Regions from separate parts of the Gossypium hirsutum genome. Here regions 1 and 2 are each linked to region 3. A link is a contact called in public Hi-C data. All regions are on one chromosome and are shown on one strand. The core of a region is the stretch at or near the end of the contact, and the rest is flanking DNA. Distances in the headings are between cores, read along the strand shown.

Region 1 (3,092 bases), core at 249-2,748, 720 kb before region 3:
GGTCATTTGGCTGTTACAACAGAGGTACCTCTGTCTCAGTCATAATTGTTTTTGCATAATTTCAGTTTCACCTTGTCTGAAATTGATTGAACATGATTATTAATGATTCTATCTATAACATGTCCCCTGACACTGCCTCTTTTCTTTTTCAGATTTTTCAGGTGGCTCCTTCCCTTTTCATGGTTGAACTTCGAAAGTCTGAAGGGGATACCCTGGAATTTCACAAGGTATTACCCTAATGTCAGTGCTGTATCATTAATGCAGTGGGCACTTTTGTTTAATAATTTGCTGATAACCATGGTCATGTACAGCCATGCAAAGCATGTCAATTTGATGTTTCCCGATTCTAAGTACACCTGATATATATATTTTCCTCTTTGGTTTGATATTACCTTGAAATAACACTGTTTCCTAAATTTACAGTTCTATAATAATCTCTCTACTGGGCTAAAAGATATTGTTTGGACAACTACAGACAGAGGAAAAGTGGAAGAAAAGGATGGTTAGTATATCGTTCCATCTACAAGAGCGTGCATCTCTTCTGAATTGTCAATCACCTATCCTCCTATGATTTTTTTTTTATTGGAAGGAGAATCTAGATTCAACGTATTTTTGCTGGACTAAGACATAGAGATGTTAATCCCATTAGCTAAGTGGAATCTTATCCCTTCTTTAGGGGAAATATAGGTTATCCTCTGATAGCTTCAGGCTTGACTCTTTTGCAAAATTATTTCAAGTGTGTACAGTATGAATTTAACGTGGATGGCTTGGAGTATGTCAGCAATTAGCAGTTGGGAAAATTTAATTTCTGTTGGAATGATGCAACAATCAAAATAAATTGTATTAAATCTACCTTCCATCATATTGCATGCCAGGGTATTGGATTTTATCTTTATCTATACAAATTTACATTGAATTAAGGTTAGAGATAATATGTTGGTTGGACTTGAGCAAGAGTGTTGTTGATATTGTATGTGTTTGAACATGAGTATGCTTAATTTTTTAAAATATTTTTTATATGTTTAATGTTTTCATATTCCCAGCATGCACCAATGAGTAATGACAAAAATTTTGAACTCTCCTTGTTTTTGGGTTTTTATTTGAGTCCTTCAATGATTGCAGGGTGTGCTGCTGGGTCTTCTCCACCCAATGACGGGCATTCCCAGTCGCAATGCGCTATCCGTTGATTTCTATTGGGCGAACTGTCAGTCACCGGCGGCTATTAAAAAAAAAATATATTTATCTTGTTCTTCGATAGAGGTTGCTAGAAACTTAAGCTTGTGTAAAAGAAGGCACTACTATATACTCATACCAGCTATATATTTGCTTCTGTATAATATGCCTCAAATGTGATGTTCCTATCAACTGAATTTGTGAATAAATAAAATGGGGAAAAGAAAAGCAAAAGAAAATCTGTTGTTTCACTTTATTTCTTTCTTTAATTCTTTTTCCCAAATATCTTTCTATATTTATCACATGACAACTATTTTTACAAAGTTTCGTAGAATAAAAACGTGTAAGCCTTTAAAGAAGATTGAAGTGTCGTTGATATCCTCCTAATTTTTGCTTATAAAATAAAATGAAGGCCTAAACAAGTAAAAGCGAGATTAAGGATTGAAGCCCATACGCTCGCGTTACGCGCGTCTGGCAACTATATACACGATGTAAAAGGCAGCTGACAATGTCAATTATTCGGGTTTCGAGTTCGACTCACTTGGTCTCTGCTTTCGAAATCAAATTATTGCCGTAACATTTACTTTTTTCTTAGGCCAAAAGGAAGAGGAGGGAAGGGTCTGCAATGAGAGAAGAGGTTATTAGCTCTGGTGGGACCATAGATCCCACACCTGCTGCGAGGTACCAATTCTCACCTCTCTTTCTCCCTCCCCCATTGTCATCTCAATTCTCAAATTAGGGTTTTCTTTCGCAATCCTTCATTTTTCAGGTGAAAGTGGGGGTTTGTTTTCTGTTTTTCTGTGTGAATTTTAGGGATAAGGTTAGGTTTCTATTGGGTGTGTTTGGCTGCCGGGAAAAGCGACGCGAGAAGAAGACTGAGGGATTAATTGTCCTGGAGAGTGGAAAATTATTGAGATTTAGTTAAAGCAAGGTTTTTGGTTGCCGGGAAAGTGAGGAACAAGTAATGAGAGGATGGGTTCGGCTAAAGATATCCTAATTTTGAGCTTAGGCGCATTTTCTCTCGAACACGAAAATGGAAAAAGAAAATTGAAAAGAAAAGATTAAAGTCAGTTTTTGGTTTTGACGGTTCACTGGGTTATTTATAATTTTTCTCAATTTCATCCCTTCTATCTTGTTTTTCAATTTTTCTCTCAAGCTCAACTAAATGTATTTTGAAGCTGTAATTTTTAAATAGCTATTAAGGACCTGAAATAAATGAGGGTATTTTTACTGTTGCAAAAATTGTTGGTCTAGTTTCAAGTTATGTAAAGGAAGAGCAGAGTAGAAAAGCCTTGATGATCTAGAAATGATACCGTTTATCATTTCTATGCTTGTTTTGCTACGTGCTAAGTCCTTAATTACCTTGTTATGTGGCTACTTACCTTTAAGGGTGGGACCAATAGAGGATGGAAACTGGCTCCACGTCCACTAGGAATATGCCATTAATTATCAGGATAGTCATTTCCTGTTAAAGAAACTGACTTATACGAGGGATTTGTTAATATACAGTGTGAGGAGGTGTGGATATGCCTGTTCCATTCATTTTATATGAAACAGTTATATATATGATGTTCCATTAGGAGTTCAATATATATATATTTATGCTACTTGTCCTTATCAGTTCTGCTGGTGCATCCTCCCCTGCTGTTCCAACAAATGTCGGCAGTGTTGACTGGTCTGGTCATGGCCAAAATTCCAAAGCAGCTTCTCAATCTTGTGTCGGATCCCAAGCCCAATGGATTTCACGCCATTCTACTGCTGGTGGGTCTGCTCTTGGATCTTCAAGAACTTCATGCCGACCATGGGAAAGAGGAGATCTTCTCAGGCGATTGGCTACATTTAAGCCTGTGAATTGGTTTGGGAAACCTAAGGTATGCTTTTGATCTGGGATCTTCTTTGTGTACATTTACTAGTGGATA
Region 2 (2,872 bases), core at 88-2,587, 630 kb after region 3:
GATTCAGTTGAAGAATCTCCAGAGAAATTTCTCTCTTCAGCCTCTAAAGCCTCCAGTGCTTCTTCAACTTTATGTTCAGCCAAAAGAACATCGATTTTCTCCAGGAATTTTTTCTTGGGATCATCCATTTCTTCCTGAACATCATCGACCTTAGGGTCTAGTGGTGGGTCATTAGTATCAGCATTTTCCTGGTTCCACTCTTCCAGTTCACGACACACCCCGGTCATTAGATCCTGCACAATAATCCCTTGAGAAGAGATATGCTTTCGTAGCTCAACCAACTCGTGCTCCATTTCAACAACTTCTTCAGACATTCTACAATTACCATTACAATCAAACTTACTCAACCGAAATAAATAAAACAATATTTAGAAACTTTTCAACTTGATTTTCATTTATCATAAAAAGGTAAATAGGAACAGTTTTATTTGACCTCAAGAAAGCCAAGTATTTTGTGCGCCTATTCCCACATAAGTTTTCCACAGCATCTTTCAAATCCAAAAGCTCACAGCAAAGTTTTCTGATCCCCTGCATTACCAAAATGTCCAAAATTACATATAAAGAATATGCGTCAAATCAGGAAATCATGGCTGAAAACAGGTAAATGCATGCATGCTTGTAAAAGGACGAACTAGGGGCAGGAAAAACAAGGGAAAAATAGTTTGTTTTTTTTTCATATTTGTTCCCCATTTTCCCAGAGTTTAATCAATAAAGCATATAAAATAATACAGAGATAAATTATCCATTTTTACTACGCCATCAAATAAATAAGTGATTTTGATATATTCCACTGAGTGCGAAGAATCCCAAGCAATGAAATCCCTGGGAATACCTTTCTTTCTTACTTCTAAGATAGAAAAACAAAGAAAACCAAGCTATAATTTTTCCCTGAAATTTGACTAGAACCCAAATTAAAGTAAAGAAATCCACAGTAAAAGAGAAAGTCGAGGTAGGGAAATGGGGAACAAAGCAGAGGAAAACCGAGAAGTTTGAATCCAAGATCTAAAATGCAAAAACATTTTAACAAAGACTGGGAAACAATCAAACAAAAAGAAGACCTTTTCAGTATGGGATTGGTGAACAGAATCAATCTTGGACTGGGGAGTGATGCTCTCAATGGAAGGGAAGTCATCATCTTCTTCACTGCTCTCCATCATTCAATCAAAGAGTAAAACAGATACTGTGAATTATTGGTTTTAATGAGAGAGTTTGAGAAGTAGCATCATATCGTTTATCGCGAGGAGGGAGGGCTGACTAAGGACCAAACTGCAAAAAGCAACATGTTAATATGCTGTTGCCTTTTGCTGCCACTTTCCAACATGTTTAGTCTTTAATCTCTTTACTTTTCTATCTATATTTTATTTATATCGGATATCAAATTAACTTTTATTCTTTGAAAATAATATACATTAACAAAGGTAAATTAGCTCTGTAGTCAGACAGCCGTCTTAGCTCAGCCGGTAGAGCGCGTGGCTTTTAACCACGTGGTCGTGGGTTCGATTCCCACAGACGGCGAAAATCTCATACTTCCTATAATTTTTCAGTTTTCCTTTACTCCATCATCATCACTGCTTGTCCTTTATTTCTTTTTTGACCACTCGATTAATTAATTACTATTGTATTTTGATTCATTTCGGTTAAATACAATTAAAATTGACTTGTCAATTAAAAATTAATATAATAATAAATTTAGTCTTTCATATTTTTATATTTTATATTGATTTAATCATATTTTAAAAAATAATAATCCTCAACCCTTCTTCATCTTTCCTCTGTTGCCATTGCTCCTCTTTCCTTTCTCTACCGTTGTATGCTTGGACTGTTACCGCCTATCAGTAACTTTTACGAGTCTATCAACAGCATTTGAGCTCACGAAGAAGGCATACGGTCGAAACTAGAGGTGATCATGGGTCGGGCCGGGCCAAGATAAAATTTTAGGCCCGGGCCCGGCCTGGCCCAAAATATGGGCCTAAAATTTTGTCCAAGTCCTACCCGAAATAAAATTACTAAGCCCGAGCCCGGCTCGGCCCGGCCCATATTAATTTTTTTTCTTATTTTATTAAATAAAAAAATTTAAAAATATAATAAATCAAATATATTTAAAAACATAAAAACAAATATTAAAACAAATAAAAATAATACTAAAACAATTCTTAAAACAATACATAAATTAACAATATAATAAAAAATAGTTATATTAAAAATTTAAAATAATTTTAAAAAATAAAAAAATATATATATTAATCCGGGCCTCGTTTTTTTGCCCAAGCCCATTTTTCGGACCTATATTTTTACCCAAACCCTCCCATTTTTTAAGCGGGCCTTCGGGCTGGACCGGACCGCCCGGCCCATGATCAGCTCTAGTCGAAACATACACCATATAAAAACACATGTTTCTTTCTTAATGATTAGAGAGAAGAATTAGAAGCCTCAGTGGTCTACTGTTTCCCTGATTTTGATGCATTTCAGAAGAATAAAAAATAAATTAAATAAAAATGGCAGAAAAAATATAGATTGAGAGTTGATATATGCTTTTGCTAAGCCAGACTATCATACCCTTCTCATCTGCATTTTAGGTTCTTTTCTATTTTCGCCTTCTTGTATTTTTTTCAGCTTTTTTATTTTTTCTTTTTTTGATCAATTGGCATTTTTTAGCTTCGGGAGTTAAAATGATTGGATCTTTATTTGAAGCTAGTTTGATTTTCAAGGAAGGAGAAGAGAGATGAAGTTGATTTTTTTTTAAATTATAACTAAATTAATAAAAATATGTAAAAGTTGAGAGTTAAATTTATTATTATACTAATTTTTTAATTGTTATATCACCTCCCATAAAATACTTATCGTCACTTTAATGAAAAAAATCTCAATTAAT
Region 3 (2,713 bases), core at 19-2,518:
GACCATTCTTAGGAGACTCCAGTTGCCTGACATCAACATCATAATGCCTTATGATACTTTCCGGATTGAACTTCACCCGAAAATGATTAACATTAAGCCTGACAGTTGCAAGAGCAGTTCTTCCACCTTTATCCGGTCGCATAATTGGGTTATGTCTATTTTGATTCTCGGAAGATAATGATGTAGAAGCCACCTGCTCTGAAACATTCATCACAACAGAATCTGTAACGGAAAAAAAGGGAAAATTATCAAAAGCAAACTAACAACTCATGCCTAAAGCCATACCAGATTTAACTTCATCATCAACACCAACTCATGCCTAAAGTCGTACCAAATTTAAGATTAAATGAAATGATTTATACCTGGGACAGACTGTGGAGGAGGAGGACTAGGAGGCAATGCAGGTATGTTATCTTCAGGCTCCAGTGTTGGGGCAGGAACGGGCCTGAAAGGCCTCCTCCCTCGCCCACGACCATTTCCGCCGCCCCTGCCGCTGGCTGATTCCGCCTCATAACTATAATTCGGTCTCTCCGGTGGAAGCCGAGGAACCCACCCTCCCCTTCTACCACGAGCACCACCAGTCTGACCACCCCTCGCATCGCCGTCCTGATAAGGACCCACTTGAGAGTTAGTTGGGTTCCAATTGGCCCCACTTTGCCCTTGGCCTATGGGCGCCTGATACGGAGGCTGATTATCAGCGCTGCCATCTCTACCTCTTCCTCTTGCTCTTCCTCTTCCACCACCATAGTAACGACCTCTTCCGCCAATTCCTCTTTCTCTATAGCCACCACCACCTCTCTCCATTGGACTCGGGAGCACAACTAGGGCAAAAATCGAACTCGGTCTTTACAGAATCAGTAAGCAAGCACCAACAGATTATACAAACAAACAAAAAAGAAAATTAAATTCAAAGTTGACTGTAGTCTAGCTACGGAGGACACGGGAAATGGAGCCGGAATCGTGGGTTTATAATAAAGGGAGAGGGTCGGATAATGAAATTACAGAAATAACCTTACGATGGATTATTGTTTGTAAGCGCGTTTTAGTGTTACAGATAATTGACAATGCTAAATGATTTGATTGGTAAAAAAACATTGATGGAAGGAGCGAAAGTTAGGATAGGAATCTAAAGAAATTCCAGAAACTTCGATGGGTTCGAGGAAGCTGAGGGGGTTTTTCGCTGGAAGTGTGAGGGAGTGGCGGAGGATCTCATGCCGTATTACCTTGATAATCTACGATTAACTCCTCCAACTCCTTTTCGTTTTCACACGCATGGTTTACTTTTCCAACTTCTTTTCTTTTTTCACATGTATTGTCTGAATTGTTAGTAAAAGAAAATTAAATAGATTAATACATTATTTTAAAAATATTAAATTAAAAAGTTGTTAAGTTAATGGTAATAAAATTTTATTTTTAAAAAATTAAATATCCAGTTAACTTGTGTTAGACTATTATTATGAATATTATCTGTTTAGAAATATCTAAATATATCATATATCTTTCCTATTTAGGATTATATTATATATAAATATATATTTCTTATCTTGAAATATATTTTTTAAGTAAATATATTAAGGGATTACTCTATTCTTGTTAATTTGTGACACCAAAGCAATTAATAATATTATATACACAAATTTAGTGAGAGAAAATATTTTATGTTAAAAGTTACTTTTTTAAAGTTTACTTAAGAATTATTATTGGTGTAGTGGTAAAGAATTTGTTTATAAATTCATTAAATATGAATTTAATCTGTAGACATGTTAATTTTAATTCTTTTATTTTAAAATTATATAAATGTATAAAAAATACAAAATTATCATCCAAATAATAAAAATAGTCATTTGATAAAAATATATATTAGTTATTTTCTAATCGAATTGGTTCACAGTTAAGCTGCGACACCAACTTAACAAGAAATTTTATTAATAATAATATAAATCATAAAATATATATTGATCAAATTTAACACTATATCAAACGTATTAGTATGTTATTTTCTACATGTTATTAGGCTAAAATTAAAACACTAATAAGAATATAAAATTTTAAAAAAAACAATAGATGGTTAAATTCACCAACAATACTTAAACTTTGTTTAAAATTACTTTTCAATCACTTAAATTTTAAAAGTTACATAATAGTTATTAACATTATCAAGTTTTTATATTTTGGTCACTCGTCCATTACCTTCCATTAAGAAGATGGTGTGAAGCATTAATTTAAATATCAGTTTTGATACTTTGTTAACATTTTCTTAAAAATGTTTTAAAAATAAAAAAATTCTTAAAAAATAAATAAAAATATTTAAAAATATAAAATAATTAAAATTAATATATATAATAGAATATTATAAAAATTCCAAAATAAAACAATTATTAAAAAAATTATAAATACATTACTAAACAATACATTCTGGAAATAAGAATTTTAAATAATTTATTTAATTTAAATTTATTCAAAAACATAAAAAAAAATTAAAGATTAAATTGAAAATATTATTACCATTTGCCCGTCGAGTCGTTGAGGCTATAAGGCAACAAGGCCGTCCAGGTTATGATTAATTCTCAAATCTCGAAATATCCATCAGGCTCCCCAAAAAGGAAGTGCCATTTCTTTTTTGGGTAAACTAAGAAATGGGTACCCAACTATGCTGATGTTCCTATTTTGGTCACCTAACTTTAAAATTCTTCAATTTAGGCAATTTTTTAAC

Evidence for each region. A called contact is a pair of places that touch in the nucleus more often than the background predicts.
Region 1: a contact with region 3 is called in a Hi-C map of leaf, with 1.9 times the contacts expected there. The contact joins the promoter of LOC107961784 here to the promoter of LOC107961816 in region 3. A contact is called at or near these places in 2 of 34 Hi-C or Micro-C datasets (both in leaf).
Region 2: a Hi-C map of leaf shows a contact between it and region 3, with 2.2 times the contacts expected there. The contact joins the promoter of LOC107961856 here to the promoter of LOC107961816 in region 3. A contact is called at or near these places in 9 of 34 Hi-C or Micro-C datasets (callus, leaf and petal).

Annotation. Positions count from the first base shown.
Region 1 is chrA06:110,270,729-110,273,820 of Gossypium_hirsutum_v2.1, forward strand. LOC107961784 reads left to right here and starts at 1,499. Exons shown (of 9, transcript XR_001701413.2): 1 at 1,499-1,854; 2 at 2,795-3,044. LOC107961786 (CBL-interacting serine/threonine-protein kinase 23) reads left to right here. Exons shown (of 15, transcript XM_016897915.2): 12 at 1-24; 13 at 153-227; 14 at 424-502; 15 at 1,123-1,424. The coding sequence ends at 1,187.
Region 2 is chrA06:111,623,108-111,625,979 of Gossypium_hirsutum_v2.1, forward strand. LOC107961856 (exocyst complex component EXO84C) reads right to left here and starts at 1,338. Exons shown (of 7, transcript XM_016898019.2): 1 at 1,059-1,338; 2 at 434-528; 3 at 1-315. The coding sequence starts at 1,157. TRNAK-UUU (transfer RNA lysine (anticodon UUU)) reads left to right here and starts at 1,443; the gene lies at 1,443-1,515.
Region 3 is chrA06:110,995,183-110,997,895 of Gossypium_hirsutum_v2.1, forward strand. It overlaps LOC107961816 (protein argonaute 2), which reads right to left and starts at 1,269. Exons shown (of 3, transcript XM_016897971.2): 1 at 363-1,269; 2 at 1-222. The coding sequence starts at 804.